Linked DNA regions of Mus musculus: region 2 is linked to region 1. Evidence: chromatin contacts called from public HiChIP or PLAC-seq data. All regions are on one chromosome and are shown on one strand. Each heading gives the region's core, a stretch centred on a gene start, on an enhancer-like site or on the middle of the called end of the contact. The rest is flanking DNA. Distances are from core to core; before and after follow the strand shown.

The links. HiChIP or PLAC-seq counts read pairs in DNA pulled down with a chosen protein or histone mark.
Region 2: a contact with region 1 is called in a FOXA1 HiChIP or PLAC-seq map of pancreatic cancer cells. The contact joins the promoter of Nupl2 here to the promoter of 5031425E22Rik in region 1. A contact is called at or near these places in 1 of 39 promoter capture datasets (cranial neural crest) and 1 of 115 datasets of contacts at active chromatin or transcription factors (pancreatic cancer cells).

What each region holds. Positions count from the first base shown.
Region 1 is chr5:23,428,770-23,436,374 of GRCm38.p6, reverse strand. 5031425E22Rik (RIKEN cDNA 5031425E22 gene) reads left to right here and starts at 3,039. Exons shown (of 3, transcript NR_165300.1): 1 at 3,039-3,165. It overlaps Kmt2e (lysine (K)-specific methyltransferase 2E), which reads right to left and starts at 1,911. Exons shown (of 26, transcript NM_026984.2): 1 at 1,592-1,911.
Region 2 is chr5:24,160,106-24,167,710 of GRCm38.p6, reverse strand. It overlaps Nupl2 (nucleoporin like 2), which reads right to left and starts at 2,748. Exons shown (of 7, transcript NM_153092.4): 1 at 2,508-2,748; 2 at 146-368. The coding sequence starts at 2,634. It overlaps Klhl7 (kelch-like 7), which reads right to left. Exons shown (of 11, transcript NM_026448.3): 11 at 6,480-7,605.

The DNA.
Region 1 (7,605 bases), core at 1,790-4,289:
CAAGAACCAAAATATACAAAATTAGTTAGGAGTTGAGTGAGAAATGTTTAACTGAAGGTAAAAATTCCCAATCATGCAAAATGGGCTACTTAACAAAACATTTTACTTTGACATATTAGTTAAAAATGGGCGATTTAAAGTCAACACAGACTATTATCTGCATCGAATAAATGTTTAATGTTTAAAAGCCCCCCGACCATGAAATTTCCAAGGCCAAATGTCTTATTGTTTTCAAAAGTGGTATTGTTTTATTTGCCTCTTAGGAAAACCCAATAAAATTAATCAACTATAACACAACACTGTAATTTGCAATAAAATTGACGAATTTTTGTAAATGGCTTGGAGGAGGGGGGGGCAAGCCCAATCTTTTTCATGTAAACATAATACGCTTGTAATACACTGCAGACAAACGCACTGCATGGGGTGTGGAGGACCCGAGCTGATTAGATTACCACAACATCAGCCTGGGGCCGCCATTTTTAGAATCTGTAAAGGACAAAAGAGGGAAATTACAGTTTTTACTCTCCATCTCAGAAATTAAAGGGAAAGGGAGACTGTTTCCCAATTAGGTATTGCTATCTTCAACCTAGAGCTGAATGCACCTCACTTGATTCTTCTCCAAGGTCTCCAGAACTGCAAACACATATATATTATCTTCATCTCTAAAGGATGAATAAAATAAGCAACACCGAAATTTACTTTAGAACTAACTCCAGTGATTTCCCTTTGACTTTAAATTTGATCATTCTTGAGAGACAGTCTAGATAGGGCGGATCTAGGCGGAACTAAAGCCAGTGAGGCAAGCACCCAGGATTGTTTTTTCTCTCCCTCCTCCCCCGTTTAGCACAGGGAACCGTTTGTTTCTCATCTCTGTCTGCTGCCACCGCGTCGGTGCCAATCCTTCGGTCAAAATAAGCTTTCCTGAAATGAGCCATATTGTGGATTCTAAGGCTCTGGCACAGTAAAGGACGGCAGTAAGGCAAGAAGAGCGGGGGAGGAGACTGCGAAGGCTGGGTACTGACTGGGGTGACCACCTTAGGGGCGGGTTTACCCTCTCCGGAGAGGATGAGGAGCGGTCTCTCTCCTACAAAGAGAGATGCCCAAGGCGTTCTTTTAACCCCTTTCACATTTAAGAGAACATTATGCCACCGAATGGCAGGGAACAAGGGCAGGAAGAAGAAAATGGGGCCTAAACGTCTTCTCTCTGCACCCGAACAAGATGCAGCTGGAGGAGGGGAGAGCTGGCAGCTCGCGGGACCTCTCCGACACCAGTCACAAGCCTCCTTCCTCACCCCGGAGGCCTGAATCCGCTACCAGGGAGGAGGGCGCCCCCTCCCTAACTCCCACTCTCAAGGGGGTTTAACTGCCAGTTTCCCCTTCCACAACCCCAAAACCCGCCATAATGCCCCAGTGCCAGGGACAGGCAGGAGAAAGGACAAATTCCATTTCCACAAGCGACGTGGCCCCAGCACAGGCGCCTGGGGTTCAGTGTGGACGCCCGGCTCCCGAAGGACAGCGACCCTCTCTCCCTAGAGCCCTAAGTCCCCCCACCGTGGACCCCACGACACCCACAGACACGACAGGCACTGACCTGTGATGGTCACACACCAGACACCCGAACCCTGTTATCGGCTCGACCCCGGGCGAGGTTCTCCACACCTCAGCGCTCGGTCGACCCCCGACGACAGCCACTGCGGTCGCAGAACCGACTCCACACCCCCTCCCCAAGCAGCAGCGCGCAGCGTCTTCAGTGGGAACCCAAGAGTCGGGCACTGCGGGCCACGGCAGGAATGACGAGGAGACGCTGAGGCTGCTCCGAGTGTCTATGCCCCCTCTGCTGCCGCTCCCGAACGCAGGCTCGATCTCCGACTCGGCCCCCTGCGCCCGCTCAGTGTCACTGCTTCTCGCTCTGGGAAAATGGCGGCGGCGACGGCGGCGGCGGCGGCGGCAGCGGCGGCGGCGGCGGCGGCAAGCGCACGGGGCCCGCCCGCCCCGCTCCGCAGGGGCAGGGGGGAGGGGACGAAGCTACTCGCCGCCATCTTGGTTATGGGCTGCGGCCCGACGCGGCCTCTCCGCCGAGGCGTGGAGACGTCACGCTAGAGGCCGCGAGCTGGCCAGACACTCCGTCTTTCCCACAACAGGTGCATTCATCCATCCGCCGACGGTTGGGGAGGTCTTGCTAGCTGGTGGGCTTGGCTCTTTACCCGTTGTCCCCGAGTAGCCCTCAAGCCTGGATGTAGGTGAGCGTGAGGATGCTACTAGTGGGTAGAAGGATGACAGCAGGGACGGGGACGACCCCCCTCCCATCACTTCCTAAGGTGATGCACTTGCTCCTACCCCCCAAGCAGCCTCAGTCCCGGCAGCCCCCTCCCCCCGGCCTGGCCTGCCAGCTCAGGGTGAGCCCGGTCGGATTGTCACTCGACGCCCACTAGTGGCTGAGGAGGCTCCAGTGCGCAGGCTCCGGGCACCGGATAAAAGCGGAGCTGGCGAGTCCCGCGCTGTCTCGATGGAGGAGCGAGAAACGCAAGAGGTCGGGGGGAGAAGCCGCAGAAAAAATTGCAGCCATCGTCAGCGCCGCCTCCCTGCCACCGTGTATGGGGTAAAAGCTGCCGTTGCCGCTGCCGGTGCAGTCGCTGCCGCCGCCTCCTATACTTCTTAGCACCGGGGAAGGATTCCCCGCCGCGGGACAGTGTGCTGGGCGGGGAGCGGGAGTTCGTTTGTGTGGCGGTGATTAAACGAGGGAGGGACAGAGCTGGTTTCTCGAACCGAAAAGGGGAGGCCAAGGAACAAAACAGGGTTCTCCACTAAAATCACACAGCGATTACGGATCTGGCTTTGGGGGCCTTTCCCCGGAATGGCGGTTTCCGTCTTCTTGGCCCGCAGCACGACCTTGGGTGCTCCGTAAGAGGAGTGGGGAGAGGCAGAGGCGGTGTCGGCAGCCAATCGGCGTCTGGTGATTTCTGTCGGGCGCGTAGGGATTGGCTGACGATGACCTCATGCTGCAGCAGCGGGTGGGGCCAGAGTCGTCGGGGGTGGCTGTTGCAAAGGCAGAGAGTGAGAAGTGATGACGGTGATCGTTGTCGCCGCGTCTTCTGTGGAACCCAAGCAGTGCCGAAGGAAGTCGCAAGGCTCTTCCCCGACCTTTTGCTCCTCTCCCTGCGCGAGGTGAGGGCCCTGGCTCGGCCTCTGCGAGACTTTGGGGCGCTGGTGCGGCCGTGGAGGCGCAATTTCTCCTGTGACTTTTGTAACTGCGTCAGGGCAAGATGGCGCTGGGTCTCCTTGGGGCGCGGGGGGAGAGGCACGTCCACCGCCGCCGCAGCGCATGTGACCGGCTGCATTCCTGTGGGGTTTGGCGGGGACCCAGGCAGGGCGGGGGAGGGGACCGGGTTTGGGCGGAGGAGATGGTGGTGCGGTCGGCGTTGGCTGCCCGAAGAGGAAGAGATGACTGTTTGAAAGCTCTTCCCCTCCCCCACTCCCCGCAGCAGAACTGCTGCGGGGGGGGGGGGAGCCCCTGAAAGGACACTCCTTTCGGGGTGTGCCAGCCACTGGTGGAGGAGAAGGTTTGACGCCTTCTTATATCTGCCTTTCTCCTTGCAAAGTATGCTTACGTAAGGTGGCAGTTCCCTCCTGTAAGCCAACTAGGAGGCCCTGAGTGTCACTGGTATGGGTAACAAGGACAGGTTAGGCTCTGAAGGCACCACAGGTAGGAGTGTTGATTATTTCAGACAAAACATAAAGTTTGGGGGGTCTGAATAGAAGACTACAGCATTCTCAGAGTTTGAAAGCAAGTGAATAACACCCAGGAACACTTAGGGTTTCTAGGCAGACAGCGATTAAGGACTGCATCACAGTCTGAACGGAAGGGCCCTGTCAAACCTTCTCCTTAGATTCTTTGTGTTCATTACCCTCCCTGTCTGTACATCCCGTGAGAGAGTTTAAGTAATCTTACTGGTGAGGGTTGCCTTTTCAAATATAAGTATTCTTAGTAATTTTAGTATTTTGTTCTGTATGAAACTGAAAGGTCATTTTCTATACTTCACGTTGCATTTTGTCGTCCTTTTAAAAATAAAAAATGGAATTACAAATGCTTCTGGTAAATATTCGTTAAAGCTCTCTATCCTGCGTCTTTAAAGCACATTTGCAATAGCATAAAACGTATTTTTAGTGGGACTTAGGGATGGGAATGAGGGCTCGAATGGGTTTTGCTATTTAATAGCCTAGACTAGCTTGGAACTCATACTCCTGCCCACCCTCCTATTGCTAGGATTACAGGCTCTGCCTGGGTACTATTTCAACAAAACACTGTATTTGGTGCTGAGAGAAAATGAATGCCTACTAGGCCTAGAAACTTCATTAACCTGGGCCATGGTTATGTTAATTTATGTTTATTTTTAGCGGTAGACTCTTTGTAGTTGGAAATCAAGATTTGGTTTGTAGCATTTTTGTTATTAGGTAACAATGAGAATGAGCGAAAGTCAGTATTTTAAATGGAGTTATGTATTACAAAGAGTTTAACAAATTCAAAGCTTTTTGTTCCTGCTTATCTATTAAAATGGACATTTTGTATAATTGTGGAATAACCTTTTTTGTTTCTCTGTCAATTCCCTTGCTCCTTTATCCTAACATCATTTTTTTTTCCTTAGAAAAAGAACTAAATATGAAGCCGTTTGTGTTAATAAGGGAAAGAGGCCATTTTTTAGGCAAATGGAGATGAATCCTTTGTATGCTTCCAAATTCCTTCCAGTTATTGACTCCATGAAATTCATAAACTCTTAATATTTCTTTACCTTTTTTTTAAACTGGCATTTCAAATTCTTGAGCTAGACATGATAGCACAAAGTCATCTCAAAAAGATTACAGAATAGTACACAACCTTTATTTTTATTTATTGTTCACTTGTAATCTTAACAACAAATTTGCTGAGGTGCTAAAATACTTATCATCTCAAAGTAGACGTGTGTATTTGTTCCTGTCTGGAGGAACCCTTCCCACCCACGTCCAGGAAGACAGCTTTAGTGTCCTCCATGCCTCTTCAAACTCCTCACGTGCTTTGGTCCATTGTTCATAATGGTGACCAAACGCACTGATAGACAATTGATAAGAGCTTGGGTGGACTCGAACTCCTTTAGAGATTATAAGATTAAACACTGTCCTAATGGACTATAAACTAAAAATACTGGCTCGAGTTTTTCCAGAGGCTGTTTTGAACAGAGTTTAGATGAGAGGAAACGATAATATAGTGGTAGGCAAGCAGGCCGGCAGAAGCTGATGATGGCCATGCTCGAGACAGTTCTGCAAAGACTGGGAAGAAAAGCTATTTTTGGATGCTATTAAATATAGAGGGCAGTTTCATCTATAAATTTACTAGTAGTGTATAAAAGTCAGTGGTTTAAATGGATGGGTTTATGATACCTTAATGTGTTTGGAAGCTTATCCAGGTTATAGAGCATTGTTTACTCTGATATTAGACTCAATTTGCAGTAACCTTGTTTAGTTCTGTCAATGTGACAGCTTCTATTGGCTGTGGGTTTTAGTGATCAGAAGATTGGCATTCTAGTAGCAGAGCTTATATATTATTAACATGATAGATAATGTGAGACTGAAAACTCATTTAATCAAGCCTGAATATTGATGTTCGTTGTCTGTTCTTAGAGCTTTGGTGTATAATCCCTGTGCTACTCTATTTGACACAGTCACAGAATAAATGAGATACTCAGAGGGAGACATCATTCCACTTTAACTTAGGCCTAGTCTTTACTTGAAAATCCCCTTTGTTTCACCCAGGCCCCTGACATTGAGTGTCCTCTTGAAAATACAGAAAGATGTAAAGATTCATATCTGAAAATGATGGAGCTGAAATAGTTTGATAGACAAATAAGATGGTTTATTTGGCTTGGTGGCAAGTGCCTTTAGTCATAACACTTTGGGGTTACAGTGAGAAAAGTTACAAGTTCAAGGCCAGCTTGAGCTACACAAGATCCTGTCTCAAATAATTTTAGTTATAGGTAAATATGCACATTGTCTGTTGAGTTTGTCTTTAGGAAATGATTTTGATGTTACCTGCCTGTTCCTGGCTAATGTGTTTTAATGGTAACAACACTCAGCTCCATATTTATAGATAGGGCTCTGAAGATTCTAAGTAGGTTGTAGGTAACTTGAATCCAATTTTTTTTTTTTTTAATGAAAATGTAATCTAGTAGAAAGATGGAGGTAGGAGAGGATCAAGGGGGTGGGGGTTCAAGACCATCCTGGGATACATGAGACTCCATTTCAAAAACAGAAAAAGAGTAGCAAATAACCAAAACAAAAACAATAACAACAAAAAAACAGTTTGAAAGTTTCCTGCATGCTGCTAGCTACAAAGTGAATTCCCTAATCTCTGTTGCCTAATGTTTAGACCATTCTGTTTCCCAGAATGGAATTTCATCTGCAAAAACCAGTATGACACTTTGCACTAAATGAAACAAAATAGGAATATAACAAAAGCATAGAGACCCCACAGTTCTCGGAAGTTATTTTTAGGTGAACTAATATCTTATTGTGACTCTAAAGTTTAATGCCTCTATAAATGTGTTGTTAAGCGGGTATGTAGTAAGTTAACTATATGCAGTTAAAAAGAGGGAGGGCAATTCCTTGAATATCTAGTATCAGCTGTAAGCTTTATATCCTTAAACAGCTAGTGAGGAAGGATACTTACTGGAGGTCTTTTGCTTACTTGAAGAAAGAGCAAGACTTCAAATAAAATTTCTAAATGTACCAAGTTGGTCAGGATTTGTCCTCTTAAAAGAGTTTGTGGTTGGCTTGTTTCTGGTTTTGTATTTCATGGCACTTTCCTTCCATGTCTGTGCTGCCATTAATGTTAGGATAATTTAGAATGTTTGAATTTTGATCAGTTTTTGCTCTTTTAGTGTAAATACTGTTTCAGAACATAATTTTCTTTTTTTTTTTTAAAGATTTGTTTGTTTATTATATGTAAGTACACTGTAGTTGTCTTCAGACACCCCAGAAGAAGGCATCAGATCTCATTACAGATGGCTGTGAGCCACCATGTGGTTGCTGGGAATTGAACTCAGGACCTCTGGAAGAGCAGTGCTCTTAACCCCTGAGCCATCTCTCCAGCCCCAATAATTTTCTTTATGTATATGTATATGTTTGTGTACACAGAAGAACCCATACAAGTGTGAGTGCAGATGTACAGAGTCCAGAGGTCAGGATCAGGTATCATTGCTCAGTTTCATCTGCTTTTTATATTTTTGAGACAGCTTCTTACTCCATAAAACAGTTAGGCTAGCCTGGATGGCCTTCTTGCCCCAGTAGTCAGCCTGCCTCCCTCCCTCCCTCCCCAGATGTGGGGTTACAAGCCAACATCCCATATACCCTGGTTCTGAGTTTCCTTATAAACACGGCAAATACTTTACCAGCTAAGCTAGCTCTATCCCCAATGGCTTGTATATATTAGTTTTCATATTGTAAAATGAATTGAGTATAACCTTTAATGAATACCATTTTGGACAGCTCAACCCAAATTGTTCAGTAATTACAGGGATTTATTCCTAAAGATTGTGATTTTAAAAGCCCTTGTTCTTGAAGTGATTCTAGACAGTC
Region 2 (7,605 bases), core at 1,499-3,998, 730 kb before region 1:
GAGGTCTGAGAAGCTCACAGTGTGAACAGACTGGCTGAGCCACAGGGCCACGGGTGACTTCTTTTTCTTGTTTTGCTTACTGAAAACACTGTAATTGCTTCTGGAAAAGCTAAGCAATTGATTTTCTACAACACTTTTAACTCACAGAAGTTTCTTTTCATCTTTCTGCTCATCAGAGAGAGGTGAAGCAAAAGGGTTTTGAGATGACCCAAAGCCTCTGCTGGTAGAAGCCCCAGAATCAAAAGAGCCGAATGGTGGTTTGTCCTGATCTCTGCTGCCACCCCATGGTGTGGACTTGGGGAAGCTGGAAGGCTGGATGACGTTGGAGTACCTCTGGCTGCTGGCATTCCACCCTCGACGGTTATTCCCTAAAATAATCAAGAAAACAAACAATCAGAAAATTGGTAAATTTTTCCAATCTTGAAGATCTCTATTACATTTTATGTTATTATGTCTTGACATTATACACAGTGCTATTTTCTACTAGTTTTAAATGACAATCCCTTTATGAGTTATAGTTTGTTATATGTTATAACAAGTCACATAATGTTCTCTTTATATTAAAAAATGAGATCAAGGCCAGGTGTGTTGGTGTAAGAATTTAATCACAGCACTGTGGAGGGAGAGACAGGCAGGTCTCTAAGTTCCAGGTCAGTCAGAACTATATAGTGAGGCCTCATCTCAAAAAGCAAATAAAAACCCCAAAACCCAAGCTGACAAAAAGCAACAACAAAGTGAGATCAATGTGATCATAGAAATATAAAGACATATCGGTGAGTTCAGTGTTAAGCCTATTAAATTGACCATGAGGGAATAAATAAAAAATACTCTAAACATCTCTAAAAGCTTTGCGGTGAGCCCAGCTCGGTCAAGGCCCTCATTTGACCTATCATTGGATGTGTGTGTATGCTTCTGCACTGGGCCATAGAGACAATGAATGAAAGAGAACAATGAATAAACTGGATAATAAAAAGGGTTAAATTTTACTTTCTGTCCTTAAATAGGTATTTAAAAAGTGTTTGCCTCTGTCTTTACTTTGTGGACACAATGCCCACAACCTATCCTTCATATAGAGATCGCAGAGCTTACTAATAGGTAAAGTATAGCGTAGATTTCTAACAACTCATAAAATAATAATAATAAGCCAATAGGACTTGTTTCAGGTTTTGATACTGTTTTTAATCTTATCACTTCCTAGTTTATGCTAGGATAAAGGTAATTTATCTTAGGATTTAGAAAATATATCACTTAATATATACTAAAAACAGACTGATAGAGTACTCCTCTGGCTGAAATAGACATGCCTTTAGTACACAGCTTTAATCTCAGACATCGAAAGTAAAGTTAGTCTGTAGAAGGAAGCAGCTATGTTTGAAAGTGGTATCTAATTGAGTGCCAGACAAAGTGACAAATCAGAGAAAAATTTGACAGAATAGGATATGCCCAGCTCTCACAGGAGGAGGAACAGGAAGCTACGTAAGATGGAGCAGAGCAGAGGGAAAGAGAGAGGTATTTAAGGCCCAAATGTGGGCCTTAAAATTACAAAGCATTCTTTTTCTTTCTTTTCATTCTAAAGTTTTATTTGTATTTTTCCCCTAATTATCTATCTACTGAACATTTACTTGCAAATTACTACATTTAAAGTAGGTTTCCAGAGACCAAATGGCAAACATTCCTCTCAGCAGTCCCTGGGAGTATACCAGTATCTATCGGAACCTGACTCCTAATTTGGAGTCTTTCACTAGAAGCATTGTAGATGATACAATCTGTCTCCTCCACGAAAAGACTGGAAATATGAAACCAGCATGAACACAGGGGCTGGAGGAGCCTTAAAGAGAAGGGGAAAGAGAAGCACCCACTGACAACGTCACGAACTAGGTTCCACTGGGCAGTGGTAGCACATGACTTTAATTTCAGCACTCAGGAGGCAGAGGCAGGTGGATCTCTGTGAGTTCAAGGCCAGCCTGGTCTACAAAGAGTTTTTCAGGACAGCTAGGGCTGTTACACAGAGAAAGCCGATCTCTGAAAACCTAAAAACCAAAACAAACAAAAAACTAGGTTCCAAAATTAAGAGAACAAAACGTATTTATCTGACTTCTAAAACCTTGTTTTGTGCTGGTTTAATGTCTAACCCCTGAATACCCTTTCCACAAAACTTGTAAGGTTCTTGACCCAGTGTCGGAAGCTACTAACTAAAGCCCAGATTTTAAGAGCTTGTGATCACGGACAAGGAAGGGGAAAGAGTAGAGAAAGGGGTCTGAATGAACCCACGTGAATTCTCCCTACCACTGCCATTCACCAAAAAGGAGGTTTTGATGAAGATATCTCTAATTTAAAAACGCAGTGTTTGACAGGAGCACCCAAGTCCAAACGCCTGTCCACGTGTGACGATCAGAAACGACTTGTCAAACTACTGGGGGTGAGACGTCGCATGCCAGGGCAGGGGCCCGGGGTGGAGGTGTGCGTCCGCAGCAAGTGGCCCTGGCTCAAGGCTCCCAGACCGTCACCTGAGGGTGGCTGCTGCTGCGGTGGCGGCTGCCGAGCCCCGCCCGCACCCCGGGCGCCGGGATGCTCGTTCCAGCAGCGGTCTCCGAAGCGGCACCGGCCTTGAAGGAAAAACTGGCATATGGTCATGGTAGCGCCGTCCCAGCTCGACCCTGCTCGCGGTCGCCGGCGAGGGCCCAGGCTCCAGCAACCGAGGCCCGGCTAGTGTGACGTCATCGCCCCGCGCCCAGAGGCTCTGTGACCAGTGTGCCGTGAGCCGCGTGGGCTTTAGCCAATGGGATTTAAGAAGAGCAGAGCTGTCAGCGCTCGGGTATGCTGAAATGGGACGCGGTCGTTGGATCCCTGACCCGGACCCGGACCCGGACCTGAACCCGGACCCGAATCTAGAGAATACCAGATATAGCAGACAACCAGCAACCCTCTAGTTGGCTGTATACAGTCTGCGAGACTCATTCGTTCTTTACATTTACTTGGGGGGGGGGGAGGTAAAAATGGGCTTAACAACGAAAAAAAATCTGTTTATCAAGAGAGATTATTTACAGAAAGCCAGCTGTAACCAGGAAACAGGACTCAATGCAGGCGAAAAGCATCTATTAGTTTCTTAGTCGGTAATGTCTTAAAATTTCACGTAAATGTTGCCTTTTGAAATTTCATCAGGAAAAATGACAAAGAGTAAAACCGACACAGAAGCAGCCCGATTTTCCTCAGGAGCAGTTTCAGATAAAGGTTTTCTGAAAGTATCCAATTTACTGTTTTTTGTTTGTTTTGTTTGTTTTGTTGAGATACGGTCTTACTAGCTGGCCTCGAACCCACAGAAATCCACCTACCTTAGTGCTAAGATCAAAACCGTACACCCACTACGTTTCATTTATTATCTTTACAGTTCTCATGCAGGACCCTGTATCAGTATAAAACAAGTACATTATATAACAATGAAATGAAATTGCTCTTGGAAATTAAAATTGGAGAATGGGGATAAACTAAGAGTTGAAGGCAGCTTAGAGACTCCTCAGACTCAAAGTATACCTTGAGTCTCATTTTATATTTTGGTTATGCTAGAGGATGGAGAGATCAAAAGCAAAACTCTAACTAGTAATCCTAACACTTGTGATGGTAAATACTGTCAACTTGATTACTTTTAGAATCACCATAGACACAAATCTCTGGACTTGGAGGGTCAGACTTAGATCCCCATAGATACACACCTTTGAGCATGTCTGTGAAGATGCTTTCACAAAGGTTGAACTGGAAAGATGTACCCTTAATGAGGACTGCATTCTCAAAGGAGTGGGCACACACTGAATAAAAAGGCAAATTCAAGTTGAACATCCATTGCTGTTGCTAGACTGCAAATACAATGTGCCCAGCTGTCTCATGCTCCTGTTGAAATCCCGTCCAAGCTGTGCTAGACTGTACCTTAATCTGTGAGCCAGAATCAACACATGCTTCTGAGGTTGCTTTTACCAGGGTTTGTCATAGTAATAGGAAACACAATCTAGATAGCTCTATATGTAGGTGTAATCTAGCATGGTCTCAGTCATCCTCCTGCCTCAGCTTACCAAAGTGAGAACTGCCACTATTTTGAATCTTCACACCCGCCCACAACAAATTGAGTTATGTTTAAAAGGAGTAAAACTGGTAATATCAGAGTGAAACCTTAAAAATCTTTGGAGGAAAAATTAAGGGGTTCAAAAGGATCAATCAGGATTTAATGCTGCAACCCACAAAATGCTCTTTCATAATACCAGTTTACTGAAGTTTAATGAGAACTGGTTTGGTGCCATATTGGATGGAGTAAATTGGATTTTACCTAATGCAAACAGTCAAAAAAGAATATAGATTTAGTTGAATAACTTTATTAAATGGCACATTTTGATATTGGTGTATTAAAATGCCTCATGACTCAAACATTTTCATGACACTATAATGACAAGTTTTAAAAACTAGACCACAGAGCCACAGTTACTGTTATAATATGGAACAAGTTTTGTCTACTAAACATTCATACTCAAATTGTGATTCTCAAAAGTAAAACCCATGTATCATCAAAATAAAGCACTTCAAAGGACAGAACACTGACAAACCCAGTATCTACTGAAATGAAAGCAGAGTACATTATAGGAAAGGAACTTTTTGAAAAAGTAATGAAATGTACTTTATATACAAAGAAATTTGAATACAAAGCAATTTGTATATGAAGTAATATACTTTGAATAGTTTACTTTTACCCATTATCCTTTAGAATTGTGAATGATAGTTCTGGTTTGGGGGAAGACGTGTTCTTATTAGGAACATGATACAGGTTATTAGGAGTAAAGGAACTTTATAGAAAGCTTTATAAAATGTTATGTGTTCTAGTTAATCAGCAGCCTAAAAAGAACAGCTAATATAGTCAAAATATTTTAACAGTGCTGCCTATTCTACAGGGGTAACTGCTCTATCAGTGTGATTACAGTGTAATAAATGAGTATTTTGTCATCAGAAAATTTAGCTATGTTAACAATTTTTCTCATGTTTTCCTGCATGTATGCATGTGCTTCATTGTGTGCCTGGTACTTGAGGTAGCTAGAAAGAGGGCACTGAATCCCCCTAAACTAGAGTTGTAGATGATCGTGAGCCTCCGAGTGGATGCAAAGGACCACACCCAGGTCCTTCTGCAAGATACAGTGCCACCTCTCCAGCTTCAAATAGCCACATTTTTTTTTTTCGTTTTTTCGAGACAGGGTTTCTCTGTGTAGCCCTAAGCTGTCCTGGAACTCACTCTGTAGACCAGGCTGGCCTCGAACTCAGAAATCCGCCTGCCTCTGCCTCCCAAGTGCTGGGATTAAAGGCGTGTGCCACCACTGCCCAGCTCAAATAGCCACATTTTAAAATAGTGCAAATTTCAACATCTTACATAAAAATATTTACAACAGTCAGAGACTGAGAAGCCAGATTGAATCAGTTTGAGCCAGAACAGCTAAGTTGAACCAGCCAGAGTATAGAAAGAGCTAGAAAGGGTGAGCTTGTTCAGCAGTAAGTCTCAAAAGATGAAAACATTCTAGGCCTAGATAAGATTGTATGGAGGCTGGAAGCTTCCAGGACCTCACCTAGGTTAGCAGACAGAGGCAGTGAGCCTGAGATGACAATTACATCAAGTGAATAAAAGATCATTTTACAGTCTAGAGGTGGAGGTTGTCTAAGGCTGGAGTTTGTAAGAGTGTACTGGGTTAAATAGTGTTCCTCACAAAATTCCTATCTATCCAGAACTCCAGAATGCATTTCTACTTGAAAACAGGATCTTTGCAGATGTAAGTGGTTTAAGACAAAGTACTAGAATCCTTCTGATGTGGTGGTGCATACTTTTAGTCACAGCATTTAGAAAGCAGAGGGTGGGTATCTTAACTCCAGGCCAGCGGGGGATGGCTCCAAGGTTAAGGGCACTAGCTGTTCTTCTAAGTACCTGGGTTCAGTTTCTAGAACCCACGTGGTGGTTCACAACCAGATTCGGGAGATCTGACCCCATTTTCTGACTTCTGTGGGCACCAGGCATACAGATGGTATATATTCATTCATATGTAAGTTAAAAAAAAGAATGGTTCAAATAAATGCTATTTACAAAAGAACTAAGTGAAAATAGTTACACAAGAGAAAGAAATGACCATGAGAAGATGAAGGTGTAAGACTGCAGTGCAGCTCTAGGTATAAACTAAGAAGTAAATGTCAAGGACTACTGGCAACCAGCAGCAGGGGTGGGAATGGGGTGTGTGGCGGTTTTGCCCAATCCTCCAAAAGCCAGATTTGAGACATCTGGCCTCCTAAACAGTGAAAATATATTGGTTGGTTTAATCCATTAAGCAAGCAGTAGTTTGTAGCAGTGTAGCAAGCTAGCACATGGGAATAGGAGTGACTACAGTAAGTACAGGGCTTCTTTCGGAGGAGTTATGAAAACACTTGAAAAATACAATGATGACTGTACACAGTGCATATAAACATACTTTTTAAAAAAGATTTATTTATTATATGTAAGTACACTGTAGTTGTCTTCAGACACTCCAGAAGAGGGCGTCAGGTCTTGTTACGGATGGTTATGAGCCACCATGTGGTTGCTGGGAATTGAACTCAGGACCTTTGGAAGAGCAGTCAGTGCTCATAACTACTGAGCCATCTCACCAGCCCCGCATATAGACATACTAAAAGCCACTACATTAGTACAGTTTAAATGGGTGAACTGTATGCTTATGAATTACATCTCAATAAAGCTGTCTATACATAAGAACTTGACAGATAAATCCTGTCACTTTTCAACTTCACTTTTAATTTAAACATTTTAGAGTCTGTTCTAACTTCCATTCAGAGAAAAATTTTAAATGGAAACTTTCACAAATTTAAGAAATATTAATGAACACACGTAGAATGAATAAACAAAGCAAATCTATTTAAGTTAAAAATATTTAATATCAGATAAAAACATTGATTGACAGTTTAACATGGCACATTTCATACATAGTCAAAGGGCAAAACATTACTGAGAAAAATTAATAGGCCGTTTGGTAATTTGTTGTCCACATAAAAGCAATGAATAATGATATACTTAATGCCAATTATTACAAAACTTTTAGAGAAAACTCAGTTACCTCTAACATGTTCTGCTAGGAGAAAAGAAAACTGTATTTTTTAAAATCCATATGCTACTGGGCTACAATTATCAGTGCTTTTCTAGTAATCTAGAAATTTCTTCCAACAGCTTTTCTTCTGTTGGTCAATCGTTCCTACTGATTGGCTCTCGCATAGAGAATGAGGACATAGAGTGCTTTTTACACTGCTGAGTAAAACCATATGAATTAATGATGGGTGCTAAGCTTAATATTTTATACAAAAATGTATAATATTTCATTTAATTGGACTGAATATATTATTTCATGAGTAACTGGGTACAGTTAAGTCCCAAAAATCTGAGAAGTTTTGTGAGAAAGTGTGTATGTTTAAGCCATTTTTGCTTACTTTAAAATGGAATAATTTGGCACTAAATGAAATAATGAAGACAAGCAAAATACATAACACTATTACAGTTACTCTATCAGAGTTTACCATCTCCGACTATAATTCATACGATTACTT